3 separate regions of the Gossypium hirsutum genome follow, and all the other regions are linked to region 3. The links are chromatin contacts, called in public Hi-C maps. All regions are on one chromosome and are shown on one strand. Each heading gives the region's core, a stretch centred on a gene start, on an enhancer-like site or on the middle of the called end of the contact. The rest is flanking DNA. Distances are from core to core; before and after follow the strand shown.

What was found. Hi-C and Micro-C count contacts between places; a contact is called where the count stands out from the background.
Region 1: a contact with region 3 is called in a Hi-C map of leaf, with 1.5 times the contacts expected there. The contact joins the enhancer-like site here to the promoter of LOC107961678 in region 3. A contact is called at or near these places in 4 of 34 Hi-C or Micro-C datasets (hypocotyl and leaf).
Region 2: a Hi-C map of leaf shows a contact between it and region 3, with 2.1 times the contacts expected there. The contact joins the promoter of LOC107962894 here to the promoter of LOC107961678 in region 3. A contact is called at or near these places in 2 of 34 Hi-C or Micro-C datasets (leaf and petal).

What each region holds. Positions count from the first base shown.
Region 1 is chrA06:37,269,255-37,273,680 of Gossypium_hirsutum_v2.1, forward strand. No RefSeq gene overlaps it. Among protein-coding and RNA genes, the nearest start is that of LOC121231489, 13 kb to the right of the region's middle. Within about 2 kb of position 1,392, at least 1 of the 9 cell types and tissues checked has an H3K27ac peak or open chromatin away from gene starts, as enhancers often do. A contact at or near this core is called in leaf, where this site is marked.
Region 2 is chrA06:37,145,578-37,150,662 of Gossypium_hirsutum_v2.1, forward strand. It overlaps LOC107962894 (ethylene-responsive transcription factor SHINE 2), which reads right to left and starts at 3,623. Exons shown (of 2, transcript XM_016899444.2): 1 at 3,298-3,623; 2 at 2,206-3,184. The coding sequence starts at 3,377. The coding sequence ends at 2,629.
Region 3 is chrA06:37,581,403-37,585,910 of Gossypium_hirsutum_v2.1, forward strand. It overlaps LOC107961678 (protein WVD2-like 6), which reads right to left and starts at 1,873. Exons shown (of 9, transcript XM_016897756.2): 1 at 1,485-1,873; 2 at 322-564; 3 at 1-59. The coding sequence starts at 561.

The DNA of each region.
Region 1 (4,426 bases), core at 142-2,641, 310 kb before region 3:
TCATTATATCATCCATAAATCAAACATATAATGGCCTATAAAACTACAATCAAGATAAATTGTTATCTTCTTAAAGATAATCTTTAATATAGCCTTCAATATGGAATAAACTTATCTAGATCTTCTTGTTGTAATCTTCTAAAGGAAACAAATATCTTTAATAAGAAAACTTAATCATGTTAAAAGGTCTTCAAAATAATCCTTACTTAGATTTTAAATAACCCAAAACTAGCATTCTTTAAAATTATCCTTACCTGAAATAATCTTATTTTCAGTTATATTTTCGAGATTTGCTGCTTAAAACTAAAAAAAAAAATTAAATAAATAATTAAGATATATTGGTCAAATAATAAGACAAACGGATAATAAAAAATATAAAAACTCGCAATTTTCATAAATTAATTCTTTCATAATTTTGCAACTTTTAATAGCAAGAAAAAGTTATTCAGTTATTGTAGATTATGACAGCAAAGTAGTAAAAAGTAGCAAAAACCATTTATTTTTCTCCCAAGACTTTGAATTGGGTTTTGCTTTAATTTAAAGGGTTGGTTTATTTTATCTTAAATCTACCATAGCCATGGGTAAATAGATTGGATTGATTTTCAATTCCCTCAATTTTAATTTTTAAAATTTTAGAATCATTTCTACTTTGTGTAAATCAAAATGTTTTGGATCATTTAAATTTAAATGTTGAATTATTATAATTTCAATGTATTTTGAGTTCTAATTAATCACATTATATTCAAATAATTTTAACTTATTTGTCCGAGTTTCGATTAAATTGTTTTAGATTATTAACTTTTAGGAAATCTCCTTAGAGGCAGAAGGGGCTTTGGTCCCTCCCACCCCCAAAACTTTGGAAAAAGTTAATTATATTTTTAAAATTTTAATTAAGTCCTAATTTCAAAAAAAAAATCTAATTGAGCCTTTAAAAAGTATTAAAGATTTCAATTAAACTCTCTAAAATTTTCGAAATACTCATTGATCCTTTTAATATTTTTTAAAAATCTTATTAATAATCCTAATTTTTTTTGAAAATTCTAATTAAATCTTTAAATTTTCTAAAAGTTTTGATTGAACCCTTTGAAATTTTTAGAACGTATAACTAAACCTAAAACATAATGATACATTCTATGATTATTAATTTTTATGATTAAATCGAATTGAAATAAATTTAGAATTAATTGGAATGAAAATTCGGAAATTTAGATAAAAAGGGTGCATCTTTAATTATTAGTGGGGGTTGATTATAGGATTAGCTGCCGCTTGTCAGCTCTTAGGAACAACAGATTTATGGCGAAAGTAACGTGGTGGTTGATTACTTTGGCTCAGTCTACACTGTTACCGAAAGCTTTGCAATAACTTCGTGAGAGACTCGGTGTCTTTTGGGTCTTGGATTATTTCAACATCTATGTTTAATTTGGATGAATATTAGTTGCCTTTTCACACTCATATAAGACAAGACATTTATTTATTATATTTATTTTATCACACAATGAATAAAATGAAAATTATCACACCAATATTCCCATTGCCATTCATTCGCCCAATATTTCTTTTGGTTAAAGGATGGATAGGTATTCTATACAGATATACAGGATGAATTTTTAGGGTGGTTGGTAGGGGGTCAGTCTCTTCCTATAATGGAAATTGAATAGTCTCTTCCTATAATGGAAATTGAACCTTTAAAATTTTAAATTAATAAATATAAAATTATTTTTTGATTTCTTTAAAAATAATAAATTTTTAATTTAATCCTTTAAAAATTATATTTTTATTATCGTAAAAAGTATAATTTAATTTTAGTCTTTCCTAACAAAAATTTATGACTTCACCCTTAGAGATATAATAAATTATTGATATATATATATTTAGAAAATAGGCACGTATTTTTTTTAATATTGTTTACGTCAATGTATCAAATACATAACTTTTTATCATTAAAGGTAAGTATGCAGTTTTTCAATCTAATTATAATTTAGATTTTTTATTATATTTAAATTTGGAATTTAATTGTTATATATATTTTTATAATATCATTAATTACTTTAAATAATTAATACTATTATCTAATTAGTTACTTTAAAATCATATTTTAAGGGAAAAAAATCATCTCAAAATTTCTATCTTAATACTTAAGAGTGTTAATTATTTGGTTTAATTGCCAATAAACTCCTGACTCAATAGTAAGATTGAGACATTATGATTTTCAAGACTTTAAATTTAAGTTTTATTTTTATTTATTATAGTTATTATATCAAATTAAAATAATTTGAATATAATTGAGGAGTCAAAATTACAATTTGACTAGCTTTCCGATAGATGATGATTTTTCGAAGTTTTAAGTGAAAATTTTGGAATTGTGTGTCAAAAACCTGTTTAACTTCTCTTTATTTTTAGGTTGTTCTGTACATAAGTCTTATTTCTATTTATAATCTTTTTAAATATTTAATTTGAAAGAAAAATAAATTTATTGACTATTACAATTATAATCGTCTGTGTCAATTATATTAAAACTCAATCCATAATTTAACAACCCTCTTTTTCTACTTCTAAATAACTCCGATTGGTACCATTTTCGAGCATTTGAAAATGCTGATTCCACGAAGCAGAGCTTTGATGAAACCATAATTTAACAACCATCGCATTACTTACATCGTCAACAAACCCTTAAACATGAAACTGATGTTTTACCCAATCTTGGTATTATGTGACTTTTTCTTTTTTGGTCATGATCACCCCACCATTAAGTTGCATCAATATTTATTTTAGGTATCCATGAATCTTCAATTGATATAACTTTTTTATATGTGTTATTGGAAATTTAAATTCGTAGAAATATATTTAAAAGTAACAAAACTTTGAGAATTTGTGAATATTCAAAAATATTAATAATTTCGAATTATGTTTTCACTTTATAACTTGGCAAGTCAGGCCGGATCATGAATTTTTTCTTTGGGATCAAGGAGAGACAAAAAAAAAAAAAGAGTAACCCGATCCTAATTCGACCATGCTAGAGCTCACCAGGTTATGTTTAAGCGAAGAAGATGCTAGGCATGTGATGAGCTATAAATAAAATTTGGATATGGATGTGTAAAATTTATTGACTGTCATGAAAGCGTTTTCAGTTACCACCATCATCAGCCGACCTCAGATGAGAGCTGCTTCTTCCTTGCTTTTTCTTTGAGATAAAGACTGTGGATTGGGTTTTATTAGTTTCATTTTTGTGTATCTTGATCTTTGTCATGTTTTGTAGGTTACTTGTGGCCTTGTTGGTTTTGTCATATGTGGCTTTTATTTTATATAAATATAGAGTGATCATATTTATAATATAATTATAAATACATGTTCAAACAATTTTAAAGTAGAAAGAAAACATTATAACACAGATAGAAAATAATTAAAATAATTTGGATCAAATATACACCTTCCAACTATATAAGTTAGAATTAGAAGTTAATATATAATAATCACATATGATGAGATTTAAACATGAATACTTAATATCAATATTTAACCTTTGTCAACAATAGAAAGATCTTATTAGCTAGACCATTTAAGATATTTTCATCTAGTTCGATTGGGACCTTCCATGCAAAGTTGTATTAGGCTTCTTTTTATTGGAAGTGTGTGGCTCTTTTTCTTCGGTCATATGTGACCGGATTTCTCTTGATCATTTTGTGATAAAATAGTTTCTTTTTTTTTTAAAAAAATAAAACATTTGCTTTGATAAAATGATTACTTATGTCACTATGCTTCAAGTCCTCACGCTTGATTATCACACATTTTTATTTTCGGGTTTATTTTTTTTCGGGTTTAAATTTGGTAATTATTTCGATATTAGAGCTTGAATTTCTTTTTATCCAAACTAGTCCTTAAATTTGGAAACTGTTCTCACATTAGGACCTAAACTTTTTTTGTTCCAAGTTAATATTTCCTTGAAAACCTTAAAGTTTAGGCCCTAACATAGGAACAAATTGCCAAGTTCAAGCCCCAATATAGGAATAATTGTCAAGTTCAATGATTAACTTTGATAAAAAAAATAGCTTTCAGCCTAAATGTGGGAGCAATTGCCCATTTTGAGCCCCAATAAAATAACAATTATCAAGTTTAAGAATTAACTTGGACTAAAAAATGTTCAAGCCCTAATGTGAGAGTTGTTACCAAACTCAAGCCTCAAATAATGATTTATTTCAATATTTAGCATTCATTAAAAAATGGATCATGTACAACTAAACCTAAAAGGCTCAAAACAAGATACAAATTAAAAAAAAAAAAAACAAAGGGCCCAAAAATACCCAAGCCTAATATCATACATTGTGAAGAAACCCTAGCCCCTTGCCGAACTCAAGGTCACCATCATCGAGGAGTAAATGTGTTCATTGGTCGGGCTAAGTCGAAGCCTGGATCCAAAAAAATCAAACTC
Region 2 (5,085 bases), core at 2,373-4,872, 430 kb before region 3:
ATTAATAGTTCTTGAAGATTAAATTTTTTGGAGTTTGTGGTTACTTCTTTTAATAATGTTATCTTTAAGACTTGAACTTGAGTTATTTCTCTAGACGTGCAATGTGCTTTATCACTAGACCAAACACATGTTGGTAGTGAGATGCCTACTGTCTAGGGTTAGCTTGACTTATTGGAGACCATGGTGTAATTATAAATAGTTCCTAAACTTCAAAATATTTTAATCGAATCTTCAAAATATTAGTATCGTATCAATCAAATCCATCTATTAGCCTAGCCGTTAGCTTTGATGCAAGGATAAGGCCAAAAAATTATTTTAAGGGGCCAAAATGGAAATATAAAATTGTCATTGTATTAATTTATCATTTCATAATATTAATAGAGATTGAATTAAAATTTTATCAATCTGAGGGTTAAATTATATTTTTATGATTGTATTAACTTACGATTTTAGAATTTCTTAAAGGTGCTAAAAGAAATTTTACCATTTGAGAGAGAGAGAGGGTAGACCCATGCTTGCCCTTGCAAGCATCCTCACTTGGCGTTAAATGCTACTCAAATATGATGTGGAGTGTATTTAGAACACCTGTGTCAAATTGTAAACATATGTGTACTTACTACATGGACAACTAGAATCAAAGTGTTAAAAAGAATATATATATCCATCCTAAATTTTAATGGTATTGAATGGCTTTTTAACATGTTAAAGCGAAGCTATCTATATAGTATACAAATGTTTATAAATGGTCCGCATGTTTTAAATACATTTTATGTCAAATTTGATTTGACATTTAACACCTAAATTGACAACTACACGACTAATTGAAAGGCTTGACTAATAGAATAAGGAATTAATTAGAAAGGTTTGAAATTTAGTGTCGAATTAGAATCGGAGCAATGAAATGCAGAGGTTTAGTGCAATTAACCCAAATGCTTTTAATAAAGGTTTAAATTGTTTAATTGATGAGAATATGGATGTCGTTATCTTAACATATATTGTTTGTTGTTTCCATACCATTGGCTATAATATTTAAGTAGCTAAGGTTTCAATGTAAAGGCAGGCTCTAATCGTTTAAATCATATATTAAAATAGTCAGTGTATTTCATTTTCATTAAGCAATATTATTCAATATCTTTTTATAAAAATTATTGATTACGAGTAGAGTAGGGTGGTAATTGGTTTGGATTGTTCTTTTTTTAAATTGCAGTTATCTTATGGTATTATGTTACAGTATTCAATTTAGTTAATTAATTTTTAAAAATCTTGAGAAAATTTTATATAAATTTTAAGGTGATTTTCACTAATTTATATATAATAATTTTATGTTATAAAAAATTATAAATTAAATAAAAATATAATTAGTTTAATTCGAATAATAGTAATTGTATATTCTGTGAATCGAAAATAAACATTAAAATCGAATCCGATTTAATAAAGAAAATGATTTTCGATATTTTCTCAAAGGCCATGAAACTAAAGCATGAATTGCATATCTTTTTCTTTGCCTTTTTGACTGGTTTTCTAGTGTTCTGAGAGACAAATATTTGGGTAGGCATACGTATATAGGATAGGGGAATTAAAAGGGAGTTTATCATAACTCTTAAAACATCATTCTCAATTTTATACTGAAAGCAAATACAAATCTGAATTAATTAGATGATTACTCATTGTAAGTAGCTTTCAATAATATCCCATCCAATAATTTTGTATGATTTTATGCTCCACAAATTATTTTATTGTTAACTAATGGAAATTAGCTTAATTGATTCATAGGGAAATCTAGGATCGGTATGGCCTTGACCTTACTTAAATGGTTCAATTGCACTCTTACTCCAAATAATTTTGTTAAATGGAAAAAAAAAAGATTAGCCTTTTCGAAAAATTTATAATTTAATTTAAGTTAGTTTAAGTTTTATTTCGCGACTTTGAGCCTATATTTATGCAATATTTGGGATCTTATATGTTAAAGAGATGCTCATGTTCATGATAAGGATAAAGTAGGAGAATAAGCAAGTTTGGATTGGACTTGAGGGACCTTGTTGTTTAATGTATATGGCAGACACTTGTTAGCAACAAATATATGGGGAAAAAGGGAGAACTTGATGTAAAAATTAAATGAAAGGTTTGATTGAAATAATAAAATTGAGATTTTAAACATCTCATAGATATTTTATAGATTTCATATACACCAAAGAAAAAAAAACAAAAGATAAGAGTGCCCTTTTAATTATATACCAATTAAAAGTTTAATATACAATGTTGAGAGGTGATAGATTACAATAGATGGACTAAAAGCAGACAGTAAAAAGACGGCTAATTCTAAGTTACTGGAGCAAGTAGACCAGTTTTTAAGGTTGTAGAATCTATGACAGATAAACAGACATTAAAGCTTGGATTAAATTCGAAGGTTAAACAGTTATGTAGGTGGTGATCTACATTTGCTTTCATATTGTAAAATTTCACAACCAGTTTTACATGCGGGGATGGTAGAACAATGACTTATGACCTTGAAAGGGTAAAATGCTAAAAGGACTTTTGAGTAGAAATTCTTTTTTTATATCTAGCAATGGGACTTCACCACTGCGCTGTTCACAATATCATATATGTTTTTAAGTAGCTATAACACACTTAAACTCCAATTAGAGAAGTTGAAGAAGTCACGGGACAATTCCAATTGAGTAATTCTTCTATCATCTGCAGTGCAATCCTATCTTCTTCCCCCATTAGGTTCCCGGCTTCGATCTCATCCGCCGTAGTTGACGACCCCGGCGACAGTGTCCTTCTGTCTCCGGACGCCGGGGTATCAACCTTCTTATTCCCAAGCTCAACCCTCATGACCCAATTGGAACTCGATCGATTCCCTGCACGCTTTTGCCACACACCTATATGAGCATTATCGGTATCGAGCCTGAGGCAAGTCAAAGAAGGAGATTGGTCTTTGCAACACTTCCTCAGCTTAGCATTCAAAAGCTCGGCCAAGGCCTTAGGGGGCAATGGAGACCGATCATCATCATCATCATCATCACCGCCACCACCACCACCACGAGCATTTTGTTCACCAGGGTGAGCAGCCTTGGGGAAATTGGTCTTTGCATTTTGGCCGTTCATCAAAATAGCAGCTTGGTCATATGCCCTTGCAGCAGCCTCAGCTGTCTCGAATGTCCCTAGCCATACCCTTCTCTTCCTGCAAATATAAAAACACCATCAAATTCACAGCATAAAACCAGACAAGCATATACATATATATTTATGGCAATTAATGGGGTGATAATGTGAGTGGGTGGGTGTGGTAATTACAGCAAAGGGTGGCGAATTTCGGAAACCCAAGAGCCCCACTGACGCTGCCGAACACCTCTGAATTTCTTTGATTGTACCATGTCTTGTGATGGAGAGAAAGACTTGAGTGCAGAGATATCATAAATATGGAAGGTGATGAGGTTGCAGTTTTTAAGAGGGGGGAAATGTGAAAAAAATTATATATGAGGCTGTGAGCTGTCTAGATGTATTTAATGGAAAAGTCTCGAGGTAATTAGTATACTACTTTGCTGCAATAAAGATTTCCACCTACACACCAGGAAAGAGCTAGGTTCCAAAACAGAAAAAGAAAGAAAAAACAGCTAGATAACATTTTGACTATCTTCTTCATTATACTAGTAAGTACTAATAATGTTCACTAGCTAGGTAATCAAATTAATTGGATTTCAAAAGAAAAAAGAAAAAAAAAACCGGTGATAAAATAATACTACCTCTATGAAACATAGATTTGAAAATTCATGATAAGAATACAATGCATATGTTATCCACAAGTATAAAAATATGAATATATTAAATCTAAAAATATTAGGAATTCAAAATTACTACTAACTAGGAATCTAATAAGTTTGAGAAATTATTATGGATCTTACATTTTAAATATTTTATTTCTTAATTTACATTATTTTTTAAATCCAAATTGTAATTTTAAAATTAAATTCCCAAACACTACCCTAAACAATTTTGTATCTAATAGCCAAGTATTAATTTGAAATTTATATTATAAAAAAATTAACAATTTTTACACACAAATTGGAGTAAAAAAATTAAGACTTAAAAAACTAAGAACAAATAAAATAATTTTATTTATAAAATTTGAGTTAAAATTTTTGGAAGTTTCTTGAACACAAAGAAATCATTTTATTCTTCTGTTTAATGAAGCTTCGATCTAAAGGTTGTTTAAACTTGATTTTGAAAACAAGTTTGGATAGTTGTTTGTTTGAGAATTGATCTAAGAGTCTTTGAAACTTGATCTTAAGTCAACGAGGTTCACTTCAAAAGTTCCCAAGACTTGATTCCGAAGAATGATTTTTATCTCCTTTATGTTGGTGCAATCAAATTAGGGAGAGATTTGCTCAAGGTTCTTTAAAACTTGATTTTGGATAGAGAATTCCACTTAAAAGCTTTCTAGACTTGATTTTGAAGAACGAATTTAAACTTCTTTGTAAAGTTGAACAAGATTGGAAGTAGCTTTTTCTAGAATTGATGCGACATTCTTCAAAATTTTTGAGTTCTCAATTTTTTCAGAGATTTGGAGAAAGTCTCTAGTGTTCAAAATCTTCTCTTAAAGTTTTGATTTTTAAACTTTCAAAATTATGAAGTTGTGTTGAATGATTTGTAAGTTATCTCCTTTTATAATGCCAATCAATTAAGTAAAAGAGAATTCATATAGACTATAACTTATTAATTTGGGTGATATACAAGGATTAAACCTTTTTTTAATTTATTATTTATCTCATATTTGTTTAAATTAAATATATATAAAATAATCCTTAAAGAATATGATATGTTTATAAAAGTTTTCTAAAAGGATTTAATTTCTTAGTTTATCTTTTTTTTAATTAATTTAATTTAATTAAAGATAAATAATAAATAATTTTGATTCATCCAAAATTTTCTCAAACCTACAAATTGCCTTTCAGGACTTAGTCACACAAATGGTTTGTGTTGAGTATAGAACATAGACAAGCCTTAAAACTTAGTTTGCTTTTAATATCGAAAATTTTCATCTTTTAATATTTTTTTGCCATCAACAACTTTTCTTTTCATTTG
Region 3 (4,508 bases), core at 623-3,122:
GTCTTCCCTTGAACCTTCTGAGATTTGGATTGCTTCACATTATCTTTAACTTCCCCTTCCTATGAAGACAGACACACTCATAAAAAATGAAAATCAGACTAATGGTAATTAATAAAAAGGATATATATTTGATGCACTAACCGTGTATAACTTTGTGAATAAACCAGATGATACCACATCACCACAAAATTTTAAAATAAATCTACTTAACTTCATTTTTAATAAAGTGTCATCATCAGCTTATTGGTAGTTGACACATTTTCAATGCGTCAAATATAAACACTAAATAAAAACACCCAAACAGAATGTAAGACCTACTACCTTAGAATCAATCAATCCATTGCTATCCACGAAGCCACTCATTCCTTCTCTATCTTCCTTAGTTATTCCATTATCATCCATTTCATTCTGCAAACAAGTCTCCAAAGTTTTCTCAACATTCCCAGTCACATTATCTGAAAAACCATCGTCGTCCTCAGACACCTGAAGTTTCCTATTAACACCATTTTGAAGGGCAACCTCAAGCCCCTCAACAGGCAAGACATCTTCAGAATCCATCATACTCTGTAAAACGAACAAAACAAACTAGTATAAGCGCAATTAGAAAACAATGAAAGGGAATTAACACTTTAACAAATTTAAATTCCTCAAACCTTCACAACAAGAATAAACTATATATACTAATTTCCAATGGCTATCAACGTTCATCTCTTACAACCTCAAAAAGAGATCAATTTTGGATTTCCAGAAATATTAATCACATCTATAATATTCATTGTTGCTTCAAGAAGCAGTAAATTAGATCTTATACTTGCACACCACAAATCAACAAAAATCTAGCAGTAAACATCAGAAGTAGCTCAGTAGAAAAAAGGCGGAACCAAATTAGTGAAAAAGTTAAGTAACAATAGAAGATTTAAGTAGAGCAAATCTGCAATTACAACAGAGATCTTCAACACCAACTAAACAGCTTAATGCATTTCTCTTCACATTGATCTACTCTTTCCTAAAATCAAACATGAAATCCTCACTCTTTCTCTGGAAACAAACAAACAATAAACACTAACCAACTTAGTGAAAAGAAAAAAGAAACGAGTTAGACTAGAAGTTTTAAGTAGAGCACATCTGCAACGAGAACAGAGATCTTCAACATCAACTAAACAGCTTAACGCATTTCTCTTCACATTGATCTACTATTACCTAAAATCAAACATGAAATTCTCACTCTTTCTCAGGAAACAAACAAACAATAAACACTAACCAAAGTAGTGAAAAAAACGAGTAATAGATTTTTAAGTAGAGCAAATCTGCAATGAGAACAGAGATCTTCAACATCAACTAAACAGCTTAATGCATTTCTCTTCACATTGATCTACTCTTACCTAAAATCAAACATGAAAATCTCACTCTTTCTCAGGAAACAGACAAGCAACAATTTATTTTCTGAAAAAAAAAAGCAGTTTTGAACTAATTTACTTCCTTACCTCGTAAAGCGTGCGACAAATCAAAACTTCATGAATCCGTGAATGAAGAGAATTTAAGTAAAGGAAAATCGAAAGGATCTGAAAGATAATAAATTAAACAGTGTAGATTAAAGCCTCTAGGGTACTCCAACAGTAAGGATCTTAAAAAAAATAAAATAAAATAAAATAATTTGGGAATATGATTTTTTTTTTGTTTTTTTTTTTTGGGTTCTATTTTTCTTTGAAGGCTGTAAGGTCTTTTATAGTAGCGGATTTCAAATCAATTTCCAAGGCCACACTCTTTCACAGAGAAAATGATTTGATGTACTGTCCCAATAAAATACGGTTACGAAAATACGGTTTTCTTAATTAAAATACAGTTTTTGTACCTTACTTTTTTTTTTTTCTTTTTACCGGAATTTCAGAGAGTTTACATATGGTTAATCAACTAACACTGATTTCATTCTATCTCATTCTCGCTACTAAAAACAAATTTTTTTACTTTCTTTTTTTAATTTTTCTAACTTTTTTCCTAACTTTTCTCGTTGGAGGTTTTATTTTGTTTAAAGTAAAGTGTAACTTAAAATACATTAACCATAATTTCACTTTAATTACCCTAAAATTAGACTAAATCACCCATCACTCATTTTAAATAAGGATGATATTTATTTTGGTTTTTTTTATAAACACATTATTAATCTTCTATTACCATTTAATGGTAGAGTAGCTAATTGTATAATAAAAACTTATCTTGAGAATGCTTTAGAGTTAGTCATATTTGACTTATCTATGAATAATGTTAAGAAGATGTTATTAGTTGATAAAATTGGGAATTCGTATGTATGGACTAATAGGCCTTAAGGCCACTGATGGTCTTCTTCTTCTATAAAAAAAAATTATCAAAAAAAATTTGTGAATAACTAAAATAGGAACAATCTATATTTAGAATGACTAGCGGTGTAATTTTTTCTTTTGTTTTTAATTCTCTTATTTTCATTTTTTTAACTAAGCAAAGTATTTTTCTACTATTAATAAAGCCTATGATCAAATAGGTGTCACGAGTTAATTGGACACCAACTTAATTAAGGAAATTATAAAAATATATTTTCGTAATTAAAATATATTATATTATTTGAGAGCTATTTAGTCCTTTTATTTTTTTAACAAATAAAAATAAAAATATACTTATGATGGGATTTAAACCCACATCAATTGATTTAGTAAAATTTTAAATTCACTATTCAACCAAAATTTCATTTTAATCAATAATATACATTTTTATTTTAATATGTACAATTTATTACATTCATGAGTTGTATATATCTTTACTTACTATTAATAAAACCTATAACTGAGTTGGTATCACAAGTTAATCTGGTACTAACTCAGGTATGAAAAGACTAATATACCTTTTTAGTGAATGACTGTTATTATTATTTTGATAATCTTTTTGTCTTTTCATACTTTTAGATATTTTTAAATAAAAGAACTAAAATTAACGTGTCTAGGAATTGAACCTATGTTTAATAGATTTATAAATAAATTCTTTATCACTATTTCATTAATAATTTTTTAGTAAACTTTTAAAAAATAAATTTTAACATAAAATGTTTGCTACGAAATTTGTGTATCTATACTATTAATTAAGTCTCTGACTAAGTTGGTATCGCGAATTATGTGGACAACAACTCGGTTAAAATAAATTATGGAAATGTTCTTCCGTAATTAAAATAAGTTATATTATTTCAAGGTACTTTAGTCTTTTTTTTAACAAAAACTAATAAAAATACGTTTATAATAGGATAAAACTTTAAATTTACCACTCAACTAAAATTTCATTTTCATGTGTTTTATACGTTTTTATTTTAATATGCACATTTTATTACCTTAAATTTACCATAAGTTTCATTATTTATTGAATATTATTTTAAACACACATTTGTGTTTTAAAATATGATTTACACATCCATATGAGTATAATAGGATTGCTAGTTATAAATAATGTTTGTTCTTCTCTCTCTTAAAGAAGTAACGATATCAATGCGTTGCTCTGTTATTAATAGATTACTCAGCTTTTACTAAAAGCTGTGATCCATTTTGCTTTTTTTGAAAGCCATGGTGGTATTATTTAGTTGTAACTTTAATGTCTATTTTTCTTAGTTGGTACTTTAGTTTCCGTTTTGGGGAATTTATGAAGGAGGTGAGGTCATTTGGAGATTGTTTCTATGCATCACCAATGTGGAAGGAATTTTTTTTGGGACCTCTAGCATTGTCACCAAAGTTTATTGGAATTAATTATCCACAATGATAAATTTAGGATACTGCTATCAACAGTTGATTAAAGTGGTGCATGTCTAATAGTTTTTTGGCACTACAAATATGGCAGTTATGACTGGTTATATATCTCCTCAACTGGTTTTTTTCGAGATGGGAAGAGAAGAGAATGCAACAATTTAATCAAAATCTTTTACCTTCCTATAGTGTTTTATTCTTGATGGGTGTATATGGCTAGAAACAAAAGATTGGTATGAATGACATTTCCAATTTGATTTTCTTTGATCTTGTGTCTTTTCTTGTTTGTAATTAACTTAAACTTCCTTTGCTAGTGTTGCCATTATGGTATGTTACACTCCTCTCAACTTATAAGTTCTGTTATGGTTTTGACTATTGATAGAATCACTATTTTATTTCACCAAAAAAACAAAATTTTGAAGCTGTGATAATTTTCTAAAAATAATATTAGGCTTTAATTAACATTCACCTGATAAATATTTACTTAAATTTAAGAATTTAATTCAATTTTATATTTGACCTAATTTGATTTAATGATAAAAAGTTAACAATTCAAATCTATTCAAACCAAACATATAATAACTCAATCTCAAGTGACAAGAATTAGAAACAATATGAATTCCTAAAGATTCGATTCGAAAAAACTCAATCCTTAAAACATATCTCGAATCCAAAACAAGACTAACATAAAATAACTCAAAACCCAAATTTGATCTAAACTTAAATTCATCTAAACTTAGATAAGTGTTAATC